Linked DNA regions of Mus musculus: regions 2, 3 and 4 are each linked to region 1. Evidence: chromatin contacts called from public HiChIP or PLAC-seq and promoter capture Hi-C data. All regions are on one chromosome and are shown on one strand. Each heading gives the region's core, a stretch centred on a gene start, on an enhancer-like site or on the middle of the called end of the contact. The rest is flanking DNA. Distances are from core to core; before and after follow the strand shown.

Region 1 (5,271 bases), core at 1,338-3,837:
CTTCTCCTGGGCACAGGTCTGGAACAATGTGGGTAACTGCCGGGAGGGGGGCTAGTGATGGGGGTGGGGAGTGGGGACAGGGTAGCCAGCTGTAAGGAGGGGAGAGCTGAGGTCACTCCAGGAAGGAGAAATTCCTCAGCTTCCACCAGCAGCCTTCCCTGCAAAGAAATCTAAGGGAGGCAGGAAGCAGGTATTTCAGCCACTTCCCCCCTCGGCCTGGAAAACACTGTCATTATCCCTGCCATCCCTCAAGACTCCTATCAACAGTGGGGCTGGTCCTGAGAAAGAAAGGCCTACGATGCAGTCGGAAGGAAAGGGTCAACAGGCCAGGGTAGGCCCTGAGTCAGCCAGGCTTGGTCCCATCCTATCCCCAGAACAGAAATTACTCCCCCGCGTAATCATAGACCACTGTCCTTGCCTCCAATGAGGCTTTAGACTCTTCGGCCTGGGGTAAGCTGCCCTCCCCCACCTGACTGTGCCTAGAATCAAACTGACGGGCTGAGGAGAGCCAGGGCAGTGGGGCAAGGCTTGCTGGGACATGGGCTAGAAAACGGTTCTTCCTGACACTCCACCCATTTCACAGATGTGGACCTCAGGCTTGAAAAGTTAGGACTCTAACTGGGTCGGTAAGACCCTTGAGGCTAAGCTCTTTGTGGGAGGGGGCCAACTCTGAGCTTGGGTGGGTCAGCGATGACTTCCACGTGACTGTTGTGCGGCATCTAAGATCCTATAGCTTCAGGGCTGCCTGCTCTTCTCTCCAGTGAATCACGGCCCACCAGGCTGAGTCCTAGAGGGCAGCGAAGGGCGTGTCCCAACTCACCCAACCCGCCTCAGCCCTACCGAGGGCCAGCATACAATAGCGGTAAGGAAAGTATCTTCCCAATGAATGAGCCTGGGGGACTCCCATGGCTGTCCCGGAATGCTGTTCAATTAAGATTTGGTGAATGAAAAAGAGAATGGGGCAGTGGAGGCAGTCAGGGAATTCCAGTAGAATTCCTCTGGCCCTCCGCAAACAGTTCCACCCTCCACTCCTGCCATTGTGTAGCCCATACATGAGGGAGCCCTTCAGCAGGGGGCAGAGCTGAGGGGAGACCAGGAATAGATAGCATCCCAGGTCTAGGTCATTGCCTTAAGGAAGGGAACATCGGTCTTAGGAGTTACAAGTTCAGGCTGAATGGGGAGCAACCGCAGTGCCCTGCAGTTGAGTGTTGGGGTGAGAGGCCAGACAGAAGGTTAGAGGAGAAGGCTGCTCTGTAGAGGGTGGGGAGGAGAGGTGCTACGTGGGTGTGGCAGAAACAGAAAAGGGTCAAGCCTGGTGGGCGGTTAAGGAGTGACTCAAGAGGGCAGAGGTGATAGAGAGCCAGCCAGGCAAGGACAGAGAAGCAGTCACTGGGTAAACACTGGCCTAGTTGGAAAAGTCACCCTCTTGGCTCCAAGAACAGGGAACAGGGATAGAGACTGTCTAGGAGCACCTGGGCTCTGTGGCTCACCACAGCAGGGCCCAGAGGTACCCCACCCTCATCTTCCACCCTCTGCCTGCCGGGTCCATCAACTCCACCCTGTCCTCCGTGAGGTCACTCAGGTCCTCTGGGCCTCTCCTGCCAAGTGCCTTCCAGGTCTTAGGATTCCTGACTCAAGAGTTCCCTTCTCCTCCTTGTGGCCCCTTGTGAGCTCAGGGTAAGGGCAGAACTGAAGGAGCACACACAGCATCCCACTTGGGAGGTGGTGGAAGAATCCTGGGGACTCTCAGCTGCTCTTGGGCTGGCTTGTAGTAAGCGCTGCACCCAGCACTCATTCCATCCAGGCCCATTCTGCCCTGAGGCTTCCCATTCTGAGTTCCCTTTACCCACGTGGGACTACCTCCCAGAGGTTAACTAGCTCTCTGCAGGTCTCACGGAGGCTCAGTGCAACGCAGTGATTGATTTAGCTTATGGCTTAGAAAACTCCAGGGTCCATGGGGTGCTCCACACAAGGCTTAGTTTTGTTCCAAGTTTTAACTTTTGACTGCCTGATCATAATCTCCCCCCAGAGGATAGCATGGTAAAGTTCCAGCGACGACTGACAGGGTACCCATCACCATGAACTGCCCCTTCTGCCAAGTTGGCAGCAGAAAGGAATACCCTTGTCCTGCCAAGTTCCCACCCTGCTAGAAGTTTCTCCGTCAGCCCCCCCACACGCCAGAACTGCAGGCCGGGCCATGCCCAGAGGCGACTTTGAGCCTGAACAACGTGGCCGGCGACCCTCCGATTTCCACGCTTGCGGGGACGGCCCCTGACCTCCACGCTGGATCCCTGGGACGTCCCCTAGGAAAGCCCCACGCTGCAAGGGTGGCGCTGGCCAGTGCCAGCCCAGGGTCCTTCGCGGGCGCGGCCGTCCCGGGCCAGAGTCCCAGCCGAGCAGCCTCCGGTGGCCCCGCCAAGTTGGCGCGCGCCCCCCGCCCTCGGCCCTCGGTCACGCAAACTCACCGCTAGCAGCCGCGCGTGCAGCAGCAGCCCCAGCAGCAACGAGCCCACTGCCCGCTGCCCCATGGCCCGGCCTCGTTCGCTGGCTCGCTCGGCGCCTCCCGCAGCCACCAGCTCGCTGTCCTGCCGAGTCCTTCGGACTGCTCGCCTCTTTCCCACCCCCCACCCCCCCAACCAACTCCCGTCCCCGCCCTCCCGTGCACGCCCCGCCCCCGGGTCTCCGGCTCCGCCCCCGAGGCGCCAAGTTCAGGAGCCCTAGGCCCCACCTCCAAACATTTAGCCACACCCCACAAGACCAGGTTCCGCCCCCGAGGCAACGCGTCCTGACCATATAGACCACGCCCCTAACAAGACCTGGCCCCGCCCCCTCAGCGGCGGCCCCCGCCTCCTAGCCGCGAGCTAGGCTCTCTGGAGGAGCGGCGCGGCCGACTGTGCCTTTGTCTGGGCCCCAATCCCCCTCGATGTGGGATGAGGCCCAACCGGCTCCACGCCAGACGTGGCTTGGAGTGTGGGATAGGACTGAGACGCCACCTGGCAGGGCCTCGAGCCCTCCGCACACGCCGCTCCTTCACACCACGTGCTCCACACGGAGTGCACAGCAGTTTTCGAGAGAGGGGGATCTCACATGCACTCAGCTGCTCACATCCACTCCATGTACCTGTTTACCTTTTTGTTTACCTTTCTACAGACTCAAGCATCCCAACAAGCTATAAAGTGGCTTTTATTTATTGTGTTTGTTTTCTGTACCTCTGTGTGTGTGTGTGTGTGTGTGTGTGTGTGTGTGTGTGTGTGTGCGCGCGCGCGCGCGCGTGCGCCTACATACATGCCCCAGTGCACATGTGGAGCTCAGAGGTGTTTTGGAAAGTAATGGTCTCCTAGCATGTGGGTTCCGGGATCCAACTCAGGTAACAGAGCTTTGTGGCAAATATCTCTTCCCACTGAGTTCTCTCTCTAGTCTGGATCACACACCAATCACACACCCAGTTCCTCACACATTTTGTGCTAGGGCTTATGTGCTTTTTCACACACTCACCAGCCTATATGTTCTACATTTTTCCTCCACACATTCATCCCAGTGCGTGATACTGGACAAGATGGTGCTCCTACCCCTATGCCACAGACGATCTGAATCACTCATAGACCCACTCTGATTCACATACATCAGTCCCAGAGATGTATCACTTTGTATACCCAGGTTCAGACAAGGCTCTTCCAGAGCCTCAGTCTCAGGTGTTCTTGCCAAGTCACTGGCATTGAGGCAACCCTGCTGCATCCCAGGGGCAGACACACAAGCCTGGAGCTGGGGTGTGTCTTTACCACCTACCCAGGGTCCCCTTTTTTTGACTGAAAATTTCCAGGAAGCCCCAGGCTAATGGGTGGAGAGAAAAATAACTGAAGTATGTGTGTGCCTTTGAGGAAAACCCTTTGAGTGATGATAGAGGGAGAAAAAAATACAAACCCAAGTTTCCATTGTTTCCTGTGAGTTGCTAGGTTCCAGAAAACTCCTAGCAGACTTTGCAGCCAGGAGTTAGGTGGGCTGTGGACAGAAGGAAATGCCCAGTTCACTGAATGGCGCCAGCCCTGTCCGGAAAGTATGTTCTCTGTGATAGGAGCCAGACACTTGGGGACCTGAGAAAACACTGACATCCTGACCCTATTCCACAGAGACACCATCTCCAAAAGACTGGGCTCTTCTCTGCCCTGTGGGCATAACTATGAGGGACCAACTCATAGCATGAAGAGCAGAAAGTACATCCAAGTGGGCCTGCCAACACTCTGGCCTCAGCCCAGGCTCCCAGCATAGCACCTAATAAGGCCTGCATCTGCTCCTCGCAGGGGGATGGGACAGACAGAGAAGGCATGCCCAGTTGTGGTCCTCAGTGGTCCCTGTTCTGCTAAAGGGGACAAAGGAGGACACAATCCTGCCTCGTGCTATTCTCAGTGCAACAGAGAAGCCTGCCTCTACCATCTAGCTGTGAAGTCCGAAACAAATCCTTCAGCCTCCACTGTCTGCCTCCGTTCAGGAAGCAAGGGCCATGCTGACCTTTCTCACAGTGTGCATATGAGGACTAAGGGACACTGATGGGAAAAAAAAAAGAGAAACAAAACAAAGAAAAGAAAAGAAAAAGAAAGAAAGAAAGAAAGAAAGAAAGAAAGAAAGAAAGAAAGAAAGAAAGAAAGAAAGAAAGAAAGAAAGAAGCGTCAGGCCAGAGAAACGGCTCAGCAGGTAGGGACACTTATCACCGAGTCTGAGAACTTGAGATCAGAGCTCTATCTCTGGGTCCTACAAAGGTAGAAGAGAACCAACTCCCCAAAGTTGTCCTCTGACCGCCACACATATGCTGCTTAAACAATGATCTTTTACAGGGAGCCTGGGCTTTCCCCCCAGCACCCATACTTGGCAGCTCACAACCTCCTGTAACTCCAGATCTGGGGGATATGACACATCTGAGGGTGCTACACTCCTGTGTACATCCCCCCACATACACACAACTGAAGGTAAAATAAATATTCTTAAAGGAAGTTCAAAAGCTGGAGATGTAGTTCAATGGTAGAGTGCTTGCATAGCATAACATACAGTCCTGGGTTTGATCCCCAGCACCATAGAAATGAGTGGTACTTTCCTAGAATCCCGGAACTTGGGAAGCTGAGACGGGAGGATTGCCATAAATTCAAAACCAGCTTGAACTACCTAAGATCTTGTCTCAAAAGAAGAAAAAAGGGGGAGGGGAGGCACATAGCTAACACTAAATAGGAAGGAAGTGGTCACTCTCTTAATACTTTAACTTCTGATATGTAGCTCAGTCTG
Region 2 (5,271 bases), core at 1,115-3,614, 1.0 Mb after region 1:
TTAAAAATGCAGAAACTAAGTTCCTCAGTTCCCAAGGCAGCATGGTGGAGAGAACTGTGGGCTTTCCAAGCTGACTTGACTTTTGAATTCCAGTACCACTACTTACTGATTATATGCATGAGCTTGGGATAGTCACTTTTACATTCTGACCTTCAATTTGCTCAACTAGCACTTCACAGGCTTGCAATGACTACGTAATATACTCAATACTCAGTATTATTGAATGACAACTCAACAGTATGAGTTTCCTTTCTTGGTCTTCAGGCTTTAAAAAAAAATATGGAGGAAGGCTAATTAACAAACAATCCATGTTATGGGAACTAGAGAGAGGGCAAAATGTTTAAGAACCCTTCTTGCTCTCCAGAAGACCAAAGTTCAGTTTCCAGCACACATGTCAGGCATCTCCCAACCATAGCTGCCTATAACAAAAACTTGAGAGGGATCTGGCCTCAGAAACACCTGAACTCATGTGAGCATTCCCATACACAGGAAGACAAATCTTTTTTAAACTCCATGTTATTAGTGGATGGTCAGCTGTGAACCTATACTTCCTGCCTTCATAGTCCAATCCATCCCTTACCCATCCCACTATTTCTAGTTTTTCAAACTTTAGCTGCTATGTTTAGAAAAGTGATTTAATTTTAGAAACCTGGAAAATTCTTCCGAGTAAATTGAGCAAAACCTTAATCTGCCCCAAGGGGAAATTCTGTGCAAAACAATTATTTCTAACAAGAGAAGAATTTTCTAAGGGGGTTATAGAATTTAACCACACAAATGCCACCAAAGCTGCACACAAAGTGACAGAAGGCAATCTGGAACATACTGTACAGATTTTCCCAGAGGAAATAGCCTCCCCTCATCTGGGGTTGCTAAATCTTCCTAGGTGATCTGAATTCTTCCCGGCTCTGTCACTAGTCCAGATCCTTAAGCCAGAACCACAGACAGCAGTTGGAAAAAAAAATAAAATAAAAAGGACAAAAAGAAATACCCTGAACAAACCCCAAATCTCAAAAATATCTTCCAAAAGGCACTGAGGTCCAGAGAGTTATTTTCTCCTGAATGGACAGAAAAGCCACCACGAGGCGCTCAGAAGCACAATCCTTTCCCCCAAGGTCATTCAAGTCATCGAAGGTGCGACAGAGAATCTGCAAGCTGCTCGGTTAAAGAACACTGCGGAGATTTTTTTTTTTTTTTTGGAGGTGTGTGAAGGGGGATGGGGGGGGGGGCTGCCTGCTCTCTTCCCCTCTCCCACCCCGAAGTGTGAGCACCCGCCTCGGCATTTCCGAAACAAGCCACAACAAGCTCTGCAGTGTTAGGAAAGGGGCTGACGCGATGAAGAAACAGATGCTCCATAGCAAGATGGGTCTTTCTCGGCCGGCTGAGGCTCCTGCGAGGTAATTAGCAGAAACCGCAGGCACCTCGGAGAGGTCCCCACCGGGCTGCGGAACCCACCAGCCCCGCCGTGCCAGTGCCCGTGCCCGGGACGCCGGCTTCCACCTCGCTAGTCGCCTGGCCAGCCGCAGGCCAAAAGCGGCTCCCGAAACCGCACTTCATTCCTGCGCTTCGGGAAGCCATGGCTCCCTTCCCTGCCGGGCCGCGGGGCGGGGTGCGCGCTGCGGAAAGTTCACCGCGGCGGCGGGAGGGGGCCGGCGGCTACCCGAGTGCCCCTGCAGATTCCACCATTAATTAGTCCTCGGGACTGTCGACTGGCAACTTAAACAAAGCGAATGCCTCGAATTCCTTCCCGGGCCGCGGCGGTCTGGCCCGCGAGACGGGAGCAGCGCGCCGGCGGGAGCCGCGCGGGCGGGCGGGCGGGCCGCAGCCCCGGGGCCGACAGCTGCGGACGCCCCGGGGCCGCCGCGGGCCTCTCCCCGGCCCCCCGCGCGTCGCGTCCCGCACACCGGCCGCGGCCCTTCCTGTCCGCTCACTTCCTTCCTCCCGGCTCGCCGCCCCGCGGAGCCCGGCGAGGACCCCGACGCCTCCCTCCCTGGCCGCCACAGCCGCGCTCGCCCTCACTCGGCGTCTCCCCAGTCTCCTCAGAAACGTCCCTCCCCCTCCTCAGGAAGAAAAAAAAATCTCTGAGTCTCTCCCTCCAACTCCAGCCACACTCTCTCCGGCTGGCCCACCGGAGACCTCCCCTTCCCGGCTCCGCTTCCAGAACCCGCGCGCACTCCCCGCCGTCCCCGGGACACCCCGGCCGAGACCCCCTCACCCCCGGCACACAAGCCGGACTCCCAGGCCGCCCGCCTCGCCACACTCCCGCCGCCGCCTCACCTCAGCGGCTGCGGCCCGCGCTCCCGCCGCCGGAGGATCCGGCGCTCCGCTCCCAGCGGCCGGCGCCTGCTCAGGCTCCCCCAGACTGACAATGAGGGGCGGGGCCTTGTGTGGCGTCAGCGCTCCGGGGCGGGGCGTATGCCAGGCCACGCCTCCTTTGGTCCTTTTTTTAAGCCCTCCCACTTCCAAGCCCAAGGTTTGAACCCAGCCAAGTTTTCATTGCCTTCCTAGCTAGGTGCCCCGGACCTGGGCTAGGCTCCGGAGGAAACCTGACTTGGAAGGCAAGACCGCGCTCAAAAGAAACGCTTTCAGAGACGTTGGGAGGGTGCAGTAAAATCGTCCATGCAAAGGGATTAGGGCCTGAAATGAAGTCATCGCTCAACCAAACACCTCTTACTCAGTGAGTGTGGAGAAGGGACTGGGCGTGGCTCAGAGGTCATGACTTCTAGTCCCACTGGCTCCACATTCATTCCTCAGGTGCTGCCAGGAAAGTCCTTTCCCATCTATATCCCTTACTTTTCCTTCTTTAAAATGGGAATCGGCAGTGGGCCACATGGTCTCAAAAAGTCCCCCCAATGCCTTCTATGTACAAAGTACTAGGGCCAAGAGAACCCCTGGGGGGAAGTGGACTTTGAAGGTAGCTCAGGACCTAAATCCTGCAGCGCACAGGCCACATTCAGAGACGTTCTGTGGGCGCCCTCCCACGCGCTGGCACCCAGCAGCCTGCACAAGCCGGGACACAGATGGCTAAGAGCTGCTTCCTCTCTGACTGCAGGAGTATGGCTGGTCTCTGGAGACGCCTCTTGTGTAAGCTCTTTATTGCCTATGGAACAAAGGCCAAATCCATGGCCTGGTATTCTCACTTCCTACCTTCATACACACGCTCTGAAGTTTACCCAAACTTCCCTTAGCACACCCACCGCTTTCCCACATCCGCCCTTCTGCTTGTCACCTCATCTCCTGTGTGCGTCCTCCTATTTCTCCCAAGGCAAAAAGACCAACCCTCTTTGCTCTCTGTACCTGGTGGCATTGACTCCAGCTCTCACAGGGCCGTGGATACATTATAACTTGTATCCTGTTGACCTCCAGCTGGGTGTGGCAGTGGCACATTCCTATCTTTAATCCCAGCACTCAGCAGGCAGGTGCATTGCTAGTTTGAGACAAGCAGGGCTACAAATAAGAAAACATGTCTTAAAAAATAATGCCATCCATGGCCATGAGCGCTGGTAGGCAAATGCTGAAGAGGGTGAAACAGGAGAATCACACATTTAGGGCCAACCTGGAGTACCCTTTGGGGCTGGGGATACAGTTCTGTTGGTAGAGCATTTGTCTAGTATGCACAATGCCCTGGCTTCAATCACAAACACTGCATAGTTGGATGTGGTAGCATATACCTCTAATTCCAGCACTCAGGAGGTAAAGCCAGAAAACTCAGGAATTCAACTGCAGAGACCGGCATAGTAGCAAATGCTTTTAATCCCAACACTTGGGAGGCAGAGGGCGGGCAGAGTTCTGTGAGTTCTAGGCCAACCTGGTCTACATAGTAAGTTCTAGGACAACCAGAGCTACATAGTGAAATCCTGTCTCAAAGAAAGAAAGAAAGAGTTCAGAACTGGGGAGATAGCCTATTTGTTAGAGCATTTTGCAGAGGAGCCAGGTTCTGTCCCAACACCCACATGGAAGCTCACAACACTCTGCAGCCCCAACTCCAAAGGATCGAATACTCTTTTCTGGTCTCTGCAGGCACCAGGTACATACATGATACACATACATACACATAAGCAAAACATTCATCCATGGGAGCTGGAGTGATGGCTCAGCGATTAAGAGCACTGACTGCTCTTCTGAAGGTCCTGAGTTCAATTCCCAGCAACCACATGGTGGCTCACAACCATCCGTAATGAGATCTGATGCCCTCTTCTGGTGCTTCTGAAGACAGCAACAGTGTACTTAGATATAATGATAAATAAATCGTTTAAAAAAAAACACTCATCCACATGAAAAAATTAATAAATAAAAATAAAGTTGGTTGGTGGTGTTGTCGATGTTTTCAAGGCAGGGTTTCACTGTGTAGCTCTGGTTGTCCTGGAACTAGATCTGTAAGGGAGGCTGGCCTCAAACTCAGAGGTCTGCCTCTGCCTCCTGAGTACAGGGATTTAAAATAAAGGTTTTTTAAAACAAAGTTAAGGCCATCCTCAGCACCGTGGTGGGCCTGAGGCCATTCTCATCCCCAGCAACTTAGTGGGCCTGAGGCCGTTCTGGGCTACATAATTCTCTGTCTCTAATTAAATAAGCAAACTGTTCATTTGTTCCTTAGTGATTCTGGGCATGAAACTCACACATTTTTGTGAAACTCGAGTTGTGATGTGACAAACCTATTTCCCAGCTCACAGGAGTTCACTGAGCCTCTGTCCCTCCGTTTGTGATAGGTGATCCGTGTGGTATTTGTTTAGATTTGGCAAACTGGCTCAATGGTAGAGCATTTGCCTAGCAAGCACTAAGTCCTAGGTTCAATTCCCAGCACCAAAGGATTAGTTAATTAGTTAATTAGTTGATTAATTAAATGTGATAATCCAAACACAGTGATGCATGTCTGTAATTTCAACACTTCGGAAGGACTATGAGTTTGTGTAAAGCCTGGGTGAGATGCTGTTTCCAAAACTAAGTAAAATCTGTGATACTATAGAGAAACCACCAGGCACAGTGTGATTATCATTTTTATTTTCAAAATCACCACTATCAATGATATTCCTAGCTTCTAACGTCATATAATATTCTTGTGAACACTCCCAGTCACCAGGTTGAGTTGTACAGGCCTGTAACCACAGGAGTTCAAGACCACACTGGAACACATGACATTCTTAAGATCCTGTCTCAAAAAAGGAAGGAAGGAAGGAAGGAAGGAAGGAAGGAAGGAAGGAAGGAAGGAAAGAGGAGAGGAGAGGAGAGGAGAGGAGAGGAGAGGAGAGGAGAGGAGAGGAGAGGAGAGGAGAGGAG
Region 3 (5,271 bases), core at 1,658-4,157, 900 kb before region 1:
AAAGGTGTGTGCCATCACCACAGGCTGCTTTTAAGACTGATTTAACTATAGGTTAAGCACTGAAGGGAGGAAGGATTAGAGACAGAAATAGGGAAGAGATGGATAGAGGTTAGGAAGGAAACAGAAGACAGGAGCTAAAGAGACGGCCCAGGTGGCTGCAGAGATTAACCACATGGTGCCTCAGAGCTTAAGAGACCTTGCTGCTCTTCCAGAGGTTCTGAGTTCAGTTCCCAGCATGCACATCAGACACCTCACGACTTCCTGTAATGGCAGCTCCAGGGGATCCAGCGCCCTTCTCTGGCCTCCACTGGTACCTGCACTCACATGCACATGCTTACACATAGGCACACTGCACAAAAACTTATGTTAAAAATAATAAGTGAGCCAGGGATATACAGAGAAACCCTGTCTCAAACCCTCCCTCCCCCCCAAAAAAGTGAGCCGGGTGTGGTGGCACACGCCTTTAATCCCAGCACTTGGGAGGCTGAGGCAGGTGAATTTCTGAGTTTAAGGCAAGCCTGGTCTACAGAGTGAGTTCCAGGACAGCCAGGGCTACACAGAGAAACCCTGTCTCAAAAAACCAATAATAGTAATAGTAATAGTAATAATAATAATAATAATAATAATAATAATAATAATAATAATAAGTGGAGGCTGGAGAGATAGCTCAGTGGTCAAGAACACTGACTGCTCTTCTGGAGGTCCTGAGTTCAAATCCCAGCAACCACATGGTGGCTCACAACCATCTTTAATGAGATCAGATGCCCTCTTCTGGTGTGTCTGAAAACAACTATAGTATATTTACATATAATAAATAAATAAATCTTTAAACAATAATAAACATAAAATATTTTAAAAGGAAAGAATTATAGTACATCCTCAAGAGGGAGTACAAGTTAAGCAATTCAAGGAAAGAGAAACGCAAGATACAAAAGCTCTCTCTCTCTCTCTCTCTCTCTCTCTCTCTCTCTCTCTCTCTGTGTGTGTGTGTGTGTGTGTGTGTGTGTGTGTGTGTGTATGCACATGAGCAAACATGTTGTTTGTGCCATGTGACTCTGGGTGCATACTCACCATGGCATGCACTTGAGGGTCAGTGGGCAGCTCTGGAGAGTCATTTTCTTGTCTCCTGGGGCCCTCACTCAGGTTGTCAAGCCTGCTGGCCAAGCTCTTTACCAGCTGAGCCCTCCTGCCTGTCCCTTTCCTGTCCCTTTATCTTCTCAGGGTGAGGTGAATAGAGGAGACTACACATTGAATTCTATGCCAGGCCTGCTGTACGGATGGAGAACACCACCATCTTTTTCCCAATGGTAATTACACCTGCCCCCTAAACATTTTAGAGAAAGTCCCGCATCAGTTACATCCACAGACCTGTCCTCACACTGAAAGTCCCCACCCAGGAGAATGAGCAACTGGAGGGCCGGGTCCTTGGTGCTGGCTTTGGGGCAGGGGGTTGAGGGGGGCATAAAAGCCTCTTGAGTCTGGAAATGGTGAAAGGGGACACGTAATGGAGGGAGATGTCGGGAGAAAATGAGGCAAAACTTACCCACCAGGCACTGGCACTGCCGGGCATGGGTTTCATCTATGTATGGCTAGGAGCCCAGGGTCCTGGGTACAGGGTTGCTAAACTATTGGGCAGAGGTGTCTGCTTGTGGGGTGGGGTGGGGGTGGGAGTGGGGAGATGCTGCCCCGTTCTCTGCTCTCTCCTGCCTTCTTCCTCCCAGTCCTCAGCACCACACAAGCCCTCAGAGAAGCTGCTGATTCACTCCTGCTTGGTGACCATCCGGCGACACTTGGACATGTCTGGCTGTGCTGGCTGCAATCCGGCCCACTCTCTATGGACTTGGCCAAGTCACTTAAGGACAATAAGCCGGTTTGTTTGAAGTGTTCCCATGTGCCACTTCTATATCCTCTCCCCACAGACTCCCTGGACCATATTATCATCTCAGTCTGGTAACCACAGGAAGGGACTGCCAATTGTGCACCCATTTTGTAGATAAGGAAACTGAGGCTCTGAGAGGTAGCGCAGCTCTTCCTGGGAGAGCTAATAAACAGATACCTGGAACCCAAGCCACAGCCCACTCTAATCCAAAGCTCCCACACGTCTGTTGCTACCCCCACTGTAGACAGCAAACGTGCCGACGTCTGACAAGGAACCCACTAACATTTGTGTGTAAGACAAAGAGAACAGCCAGGGTGTAAATCCATTTCCGGTACCACCAACCCAACAAGGTTCATGAAGAGGAAGGAAGGAAGGAAGCGAGGGAGGAAGGGAGGGAAGAAGAAGGAGGGCCCTGTTTCCCTCCAGCTGGGATGGTTTTAATGGCTAGGTTAGGACAGGAAGGAAATGAAGCCAAGCTACTGAAAACAGAGACGTTTCCTCGGCTTCGCATACCTTCTAACTTGGCACGCTGACATGGTTGCCCAAGTTCTGAACTTTCAGCCTGAACCCTTCTCTCGGTGTAAAAAACAAGCCATTAAATATTCTGAGGAATCAGGATCCTTTGAGCTTTGACCTCAGGTGTCACACAGACCCACCCAGAATCCTCCTCCCTGGGACTGTGTCTACAGCCATCCACTGAGGTGGCACCCGCCCTGTGGCCCACTCTTGATCTATGTTGACAGTGAGTGAAGTTGTTAAAGGAAACTGTCTCACTGGTGGGCACCACATACCGGTCCACCGTGGGACCCCCGCAGCTCAGTCGTAAACTCCATATCCTCCGGGCTCCCGCCCTGGGAGACTCACTGGGCTGCCAAGTCCTGGCCAGCATCCCGCCAGCCTGGGAGCCAGCCTCCAGGTCTCCCTCTAGCGCAGGGACACACCCCGGGGGAGGAGCCACCTCTTCTTGGCCAGTGCGGGCAGACGGCCAGCACCGGTTTCCTCTCCTCTGCAGCGACCAGCTCACCCGCCTCGGACCGACATGGCCCAGGAACGCCCCTCCTGTGCTGTGGAGCCCGAGCACGTCCAGCGGCTGCTGCTGTCCTCTCGTGAGGCCAAGAAGTCAGCCTACTGCCCCTACAGCCGCTTCCCTGTGGGGGCTGCCCTGCTCACCGGGGACGGGAGGATCTTCTCTGGTAAGGGCTGTCGCCGGAGTCCACTCTGGGGCAGCATGAATGGGGCCCAGGTACAGGTGAAGAGGAGAAACAGCGTGGTCCCCTCCTCACTGCTCCTCCCCTGCTCTCACCGAGGCTGTGGGCTCACTCAACTGCTTATCTGCACAGTGCCTCTCTGTTCTTAGAAGTCTGGAGTGGGGAAGGGAATTTGCACGTGAGATTAGAGGGAGAAGCCAAAATGAAAACCGTCCACGACCTGCATGGCAGGAGACTCGGATTACTTACTGAGTGTCCTGTATGCCCAGTATTCACCTCCCATCCGTTAGTTCTTTCTCTGACCTCCTGCCCAATATTAGACCCATTTTAAGATGAAGAAGTTGAGGCCAGAGGCATGTCCTAAGTTACAGGAGGCACTGGTGATGGGACCCAGGGCTGGACCTCCCAAAGCCCCACCTTCCTGCACCCTGGGGTGCTGGGATTGGCTGGGGAGGGATGGCATCAGGCAGACAGAGCGTTGTTTGTTTGTTTGTTTGTTTGTTTTTGGAGGAGAGGATCCAGACACCGTCTGGGAATCCAGCAGTCTTTACTGAGTTAACAGGATCTGCCCTGAGCTCATGTTTATAGACCCTCAAGCAGGCCAGAATGGGCTGCAGCTATGGTGTGGTACTCGCTCACACAAGGGTCTGGGTTTAGGGGAACAAAAGGAGGGGAAAGAGAATAAGGGAAGGAGAGAGTGGTAGAGAAGGAGAAGGGAGGGAAGGAGGAAGAGAGGGAGGAAGAAGGGGAGGAGGGAGGGAAGGAAGGAGGAGGGAGGAGAGGAGGGAGGAAGGGAAGGAAAAGAAAGGAGGGTGGAGGGGGAAGGGAAGAAGGAAGGGAAGGGAGGAGGGAAGGAAGGAGAAAGGAGGAGGAAAGAAGGGAGCTTGGTAAACTTAAGGACATGTTCAGTTGGGACATGGTGTGGACAGGTGACAACTACAGTGCCCATTCGTATGCCTTGTTGACTGAGCCTCTGTGAGCTTCATGAATCACCCAGCTGTGTGACAAAACCTTCCCTGGGGAGATGCAACACAAGTCTACTCACCCCAGAGAGGGAGCCCACAACAGGTCGAAGTACAGATACCTCCAAAGTCCAACTTGGTGAACCAACTGGACTTACCTACAGGAATATGGGTGAGGGGTCACTTACAGGAGCAGAAAGGACTCAAAAAACCCAGCTGTATCACCAAGGCCCACCCCAGCATGGGTACCAGCTTCCAACGCTGGGAAACTGGAGTTGACTGCACAGCCTGCAGGCAGCTCACAGGTTAGATGGAGAGCATCCTTTCCAGGTGGCTTGGTTGCTGTAGCCCTCTTTCAGGCAGCTCAGCGTCTTTCCTCTGAGAGGGACCCTGAGCTTTTACTGTCTACTCTGGAAGGGGGGCAGGGGTCCAGTGATTCTGGTCAGTTTCAGGGACTTCCTGAAGCTATTTTGAGTTCTCTCGAGATGGGGTTTGTGGAGTATGTGAGCAAGGGGCTTGGGCCAGGACTGTGGAAATAGGAAGAAGAGGAAAGAGATGGGATGACCTGTCAGTCAGTAAAGTGCTGATCTCCAGAGCCGGTAAACATAGGCACAACACACGCTTGTCATCCCAGTGCTGGGTGGATGGAGACAGATGGATCCTTGAGGCTCACTGGCCACAGAGCCTAGCCTGATTGGCAAGCTCCAAGCCAGTGAGAGACTGTCTCAAAGAACAAGGTGGATGGATGGTATCTGAGGAATGATACCTGAAGCTGACCCAGTCTGGCTTCTGTACACATGTGGCAGAGAGAGAGCGAGAGAGAGAGACAGACAGAGAGACAGAGAGACAAACACACACACAGAGATACACACAGACAGGCACACAGAGAGACAAACATACACATGCACAGACAGACAGACAGATACAGACAGACACACACAGATACACAAGCACACAGAGAGAGAGAGAGACAAACACACACACACATGAGGAGGAGGAAGAGGAGGGGGAGGTGGTGTGAAGCTGTGAGAGACAACCAATAGGATGAAAGGAGGGACCAAGAGCACAGTCAGAAGGTTCAGTAGAATGAGGAGCCCTCTGTAACCTATGTGGGTCTCTCGTAATCTCACAGCCAGTGCTGGAGGCAGGCAGGTGAGCATCGTTGTCGTGTACATTAGTCAGGAAGCTTTCTCTCAGCAGTGATAAAACGGATAAAACCGCC
Region 4 (5,271 bases), core at 1,763-4,262, 580 kb after region 1:
GGCACCTGCCCTTGCTATGGAGTGCCCCCCCCCCACACACAATTAAAAATGAAACTTAAAAAAAAAATCATGAAGTGTAACTGTCTGGGGCAGAGCGGTATGAAAGAGGTCCCCTCAGTCTGGGAGAACCAGTCCTATCCAGCTGGGATCTCACCCTGTCACATGAGGCTTATGGAGTTCAGTGGCAGAGTATAGCAGCTTAGTGTGTATCCCTGACATCAGTCAATCAATCAACCAACCAACCAACCAATCAATCAATCAATCAATTGCCTCTAGTTCAGGTGAATGAGTGTTGTGTGTCCAGTTTGGTCTTTTCATTCTGCAAGAGGTCATTTTATCCTCTCCGTCCCTGCATTCTACAGGACCCACCCACACAACTTGGACAATGTCCTTCTACCAAGATCACCTCCTCCATGAAGCCTGACCTGACTCCCCCATGAGTCCCCACAGCACCTTTCATAGACTTGGAACTCAAACTCAGGACTCTGTAGAGCTCAGTTTCCGAGTCTGGTTGTATATAGAGTCAACCTAAAGACTGACTTAAAACAGAACTAGGAGCCGGGCGTGGTGGCGCACGCCTTTAATCCCAGCACTTGGGAGGCAGAGGCAGGCGAATTTCTGAGTTCGAGGCCAGCCTGGTCTACAGAGTGAGTTCCAGGACAGCCAGGGTTACACAGAGAAACCCTGTCTCGAAAAACCAAAAAAAAAAAAAAAAAAAAAAAAAAAAAAACAGAACTAGGTTTCAAGCCCCAAGGCAGTAGTAGGTGGGCTGAAGGGTCAGCGTTCCTCACAGGACTGTGAACAGTCCTATGTGGGACTCCTAGGATGCCTGCCTGGCACGCAATAGGGGCTCATGAAATGGGTAAGATGTCACAGAGTGATATAAAGACAGATGCACACATGTGCATACAAGGACACACACACACACACACAGAGCCGGGGCTGAGGAACCCCGCCTGGATCACCACATCTGGGCACTTGGCACGGCCAGCCTGGGTCACTGGCCACAGCATTCCCAGCTGTCCCTCCATCAGCCACTTAACAGGTCACCCAGCGATGCCCTGTGTGATAAATCTTCTCATTTTTCTTTGGTTAAAAAAAAAAAATCAATACAGCACTTGGGTCAGCCATGCTGCCAGAGCCGAGCCTGTGCTCAGAAAACAAGGTTTGCTCGCCCAGGCCTTTCCTCCAAAAGTGTTTCCTTGTCCTCACTGTATCAAGAGGAACAGACCTCAGAATGTGCCAGCCTGTTGGCCATGCTGAGGGACGGGCACTGAAAGGCGGGACAGGGCAGGAAGCAGAACCCATCTGCAGGAGACTTCTTTGGGCCCTGGGCAACTGGAGTTTCTCTTGTTTTTCCCACATAGTAGGTGTCACCCTCTCTATCAGGACGTGAAGGAAGCAGTACCATGCTTCACTCAGAGGTCAAGGCTCAGGCACCCTTTCAGTGCCTGGTCCTGATGTATAGACCCTGTCTGCTCCAAGTCTGTCCCCTCTTCATATACATAATACTGTGTCTGAGGGCCCTGGACTTTGAAGGTTCCTCCCCTGTTTCACCAACAGCCCCAGGAAACAGGCTCTACCATCTCTGATGTAGACCTGAGAGAACCCCAGTTAAGAACATGCTTTGGCCTATATGACTGGAAACTGGGGTTCAAACTTAGGGAGTTCAGATTTTCTTACTGGCAATTTACTCAGGAATCAGAGACTCAGCCTAGGACCCTCAGAGGGACCCGAGGCTGGTGATCACGATGCACACCTGTAATTCCAGTACGTGGGAGACAGAGAGACCACGGGATTTTAAGTCTGAGGCCAACCTGGGATAAAAAGAGTGAGACCCTGCCTCAAAGCTAAGTAAGTGACAGCCGGTTCCCTGGGCACATGGCCCTCAGCTCTCCCATCTCTTTTGAACCTGGCTGAGTCATCCTCTTTTCCTCTTGTCCCTCTGGGTATTGGGTGACACCTGGCTGTACTTACACACAGTCACAGCAGCACAGCTAGACCCTGGCCCCAGAGCTCTCTGGCTTCTGGGTCTGCTCTGGAGCATGGGTTCTAAAATTCACTGATTTTTCTGTGACATTTACCACAGAAACATTTAATGTTTAACTCCAGCCTCCCATAAAGGGATGCCCTCAAAGGACAGGACTCTTTGCTACCCCTTAAGGCCTTCTTCCCTAGACTATAGCTCATAGTATTTGTGCCCCCCTCCAACAAAGTCCGGTTGGATGATAACTCATGCCTCTGGACCTCATTTCCCTGAGTGTAAAGTGAGGGACAGGGTGGGCACAGTGACCTCCAAGCCCCTCCGCAGCTCTGTCTTGCTGTCATTCCATAGGGAGCAGTCCCTTCTCTGTGGCTGTTATTGTCAAGGGCTCCAAGCCCTGTTGCGAGTGGAAGGAGGTGAATGAATAAGTAATGAATACATTTAAAATTCATTATTAGATTATTTTCTGAAGACAGAGACGAGAGCAGAGGTGGGGAGAGGGAGGCAGAGGAAGAGATAAGGCCAGAAAGGGGGAAGCTGAGGACATGAAAGGCCATTAACAATTCACGAGCTGCACGCTCTCGTTTGCTTCCCCGTCTTCTCCGGTCCCACAGCCTCCCAGGCTGGAGGCCGGTGAGAGCCACAGAGTGTATACAGACACGGCTCCATCATGCAGTGGCAAGGAAAACTGGGGCTCCCTATATTGGGAGCATTTAGCCGGCAAGATACAGAGCTGTAGTCAAAACAGGCCATAGATGGGCCACTCTGTATCCATAGAGGAACTTCTCTGTAGAAGTCATGTGCTCACAAGACGCTGGCAGGCAAGCAGCCATCTGGGGATAGTCCCTAAGAACAGGTCGTACTCCCGACCTCCCACCACCAACCCCATCCACAGGTGCTGAGTTGGCGAAACCAGGCTGGTCAGCGTCGTCATTTACAGTAATTTCCCCCCAGAAGCAGAAACAGGACCTGAAACTTCCTGAGGGCAGCAGGATGGGAGGAACAGAGGGGTGATAGAGAGAGGGTCAGCCTGTTGGGCCTTGGGAGGGGACAGCAAGGGAAGGTTCTTCCTGCCTCTAGGGACCCAGACTTCCGCTTTCTGAGGACAGCAGCAGGCTCTGGGCTCTGGGAATCCACTGCTGTCCGGCCTAGAAGCATCACAGAACACCAGGATTCCATACACAGGTGAGCAGGACGGGGCAGGGAGAGGAGGGTTAACTCACCAACACAGGCCTTTCTTCTAACTACAAACACCTGTATATTAATGGGCTGGATTTTTAGAGCCCAAGCTCAGGTCCACAGCATAGGCTCTCTAGAGTGAACTAGGGTTGGAGGTATATGTGGTTACTTGGGCCCAGGGGATGAGTAGACAGCCTGTAATAGGAGCCGCCAGGATCGTGGTCTCAGGAACCATGGAGACCGAGTGGCACTTCTGTCTCTTGCATGCTGGCCATCTTCAGCCAGTCTCAGAACCTCTCTGATCCTAAAATCCCTTCTGGAGAGAACATAGACTATGATGGGTGCATGAGCCCTGGCGGAGACCAAGCTTGATTGACCTTCAGGGTTTGAAAATGTCAGCCAGGGAGAGATAGGATAAGAACCCAGGCCTCTTGTGTCCAGTATCACGTGTCCTTGGCATCTGGGATTGGAGGGCGCAGTTGGTTAATCCTGAGTGACAAAGCTATAGCTGTAAAGGGTACCTGTAACCCAAAGGACCTCAATCCACCCAGTGCCACCTCATTTAATGTCACTGTCAGCCATGGAAGCCAAAAATGAACATGTCCAAGAGACCAGAGAGGCAGATACACTCCTGTCTGAGGTCACACAGCCAGGCAGCAGCAGACAGGAGTTCAAAGCTAAGGTAGTCTGGCTCCATGCTAGAGAGCGAGGTGCTGTAATGGTGGACTGGCATAAAAGGTGGGTAGTCCAACCAAGAGGATTGGAGGGACTCCCCAAACCTGAAATGTGAGGCTCCCAATGTAGACTAGAGATCAGCATTGCCCCCATCTTGTGGAACAGTAAACTGTGCCCAGAGAGAAGTCCTGCCTTAGCCCTGCCCCTGAACAGCTTGCTGGGTGATACTAGGAAATATTTTCAAACTGTCGAGCCTCAGTTTCCTCATCTGGGAGATGGGCAGTCCATCACACCCCATATCTCAGATGCTGTAGGGGTCCAGCAGCAGGGGTAACAGATCTTGACAAGAGCTCAGGGTTTCTGGTTCCCACCGGGGTTTCCATAGCTACGTGGGTAGCCTGGGAGAACTTCTGGAGGAAAATCTTTGACCAAAGGCTTGCAGGATGGCCACATAGATCTGCTCAAAACAGCCTACAGCATAAGCCTTCTCAATTGCCTGGGATAAGAAGAGGGCCACACAGTTCTATTGCTGAACTACAGCCCCCTGGGAACCTAAGAATATTCTGCCAGCAAAGGTGGCCTGGGATGCGGGCAAAGACGTTGACATCATTTCTTCCCATGCGATCTGAGAAAGTGGCCTCACTGAGCCTCGGTGTTCTCTTTGCAGCAATAACCATCCTCACTATGGGCGTATTGCTACATGCCCTGGCTCAGACATGAGAAATGAGGAAAGAGAAGGCCTGAGACAGATCCAGCATGCAGATCAGGTGAAGCCTTTGTGCTGAGCCTTGGTGGTCTATCCTCAGGCTACACCATCTGTACTGGCTAGTTTTGTGTCAACTTGACACAGCTGGAGTTATCACAGAAAATGAGCATCAGTTGAGGAAATGCCTCCATGAGATCCAACTGTAAGGCATTTTCTCAATTAGTGATCAAGGGGGAAAGGCCCCTTGTGGGTGGGACCATCCCTGGGCTGGTAGTCTTGGGTTCTATAAGAGAGCAGGCTGAGCAAGCCAGAGCAAGCAAGCCAGTAAAGAACATCCCTCCATGGCTTCTGCATCAGCTCCTGCTTTCTGACCTGCTTGAGTTCCAGTCCTGACTCCCTTTGGTGATGAACAGCAGTATGGAAGTGTAAGCCGAATAAACCCTTTCCTCCCCAACTTGCTTCTTGGTCATGATGTTTGTGCAGGAATAGAAACCCTGACTAAGACACCATCTTTCCTCCTGCAACATTCTATTTCTTTTCATTTCTTTTCTTTTTAAAGAAACTTATTTCATTTATTTAAAAAATGTTGATTTACACTGGGTGGTAGTGGCCATGGTGGCAGGCGCATGCCTTTAGTCCCAAGTCTCATGAGGCAGAGGTAGGTGGATCTCGGAGTTTGAGGCCAGCCTGGTCACAGTGTAAGTTCAAGAACAGCCAGGACTATATA

Evidence for each region. HiChIP or PLAC-seq counts read pairs in DNA pulled down with a chosen protein or histone mark. Capture Hi-C pulls out chosen DNA fragments and counts their contacts.
Region 2: a FOXA1 HiChIP or PLAC-seq map of pancreatic cancer cells shows a contact between it and region 1. The contact joins the promoter of Luzp1 here to the promoter of Hspg2 in region 1. A contact is called at or near these places in 3 of 39 promoter capture datasets (cranial neural crest, hippocampal neurons and liver), 1 of 484 Hi-C or Micro-C datasets (embryonic stem cells) and 2 of 115 datasets of contacts at active chromatin or transcription factors (embryonic midbrain and pancreatic cancer cells).
Region 3: a contact with region 1 is called in a promoter capture Hi-C map of liver, with 3 times the contacts expected there. The contact joins the promoter of Cda here to the promoter of Hspg2 in region 1. A contact is called at or near these places in 1 of 39 promoter capture datasets (liver), 1 of 115 datasets of contacts at active chromatin or transcription factors (pancreatic cancer cells) and 1 of 9 other capture datasets (liver).
Region 4: an H3K27ac HiChIP or PLAC-seq map of microglia shows a contact between it and region 1, with 5 times the contacts expected there. The contact joins the promoter of C1qb here to the promoter of Hspg2 in region 1. A contact is called at or near these places in 2 of 39 promoter capture datasets (hippocampal neurons and liver) and 2 of 115 datasets of contacts at active chromatin or transcription factors (bone marrow-derived macrophages and microglia).

What each region holds. Positions count from the first base shown.
Region 1 is chr4:137,466,119-137,471,389 of GRCm38.p6, reverse strand. It overlaps Hspg2 (perlecan (heparan sulfate proteoglycan 2)), which reads right to left and starts at 2,587. Exons shown (of 97, transcript NM_008305.3): 1 at 2,466-2,587. The coding sequence starts at 2,528. Gm13010 (a long non-coding RNA gene) reads left to right here and starts at 4,248. Exons shown (of 3, transcript XR_881513.1): 1 at 4,248-4,689.
Region 2 is chr4:136,466,854-136,472,124 of GRCm38.p6, reverse strand. It overlaps Luzp1 (leucine zipper protein 1), which reads right to left and starts at 2,364. Exons shown (of 5, transcript NM_024452.2): 1 at 2,275-2,364.
Region 3 is chr4:138,365,591-138,370,861 of GRCm38.p6, reverse strand. Cda (cytidine deaminase) reads left to right here and starts at 2,907. Exons shown (of 4, transcript NM_028176.1): 1 at 2,907-3,072. The coding sequence starts at 2,919.
Region 4 is chr4:136,883,941-136,889,211 of GRCm38.p6, reverse strand. It overlaps C1qb (complement component 1, q subcomponent, beta polypeptide), which reads left to right and starts at 3,012. Exons shown (of 3, transcript NM_009777.3): 1 at 3,012-3,169.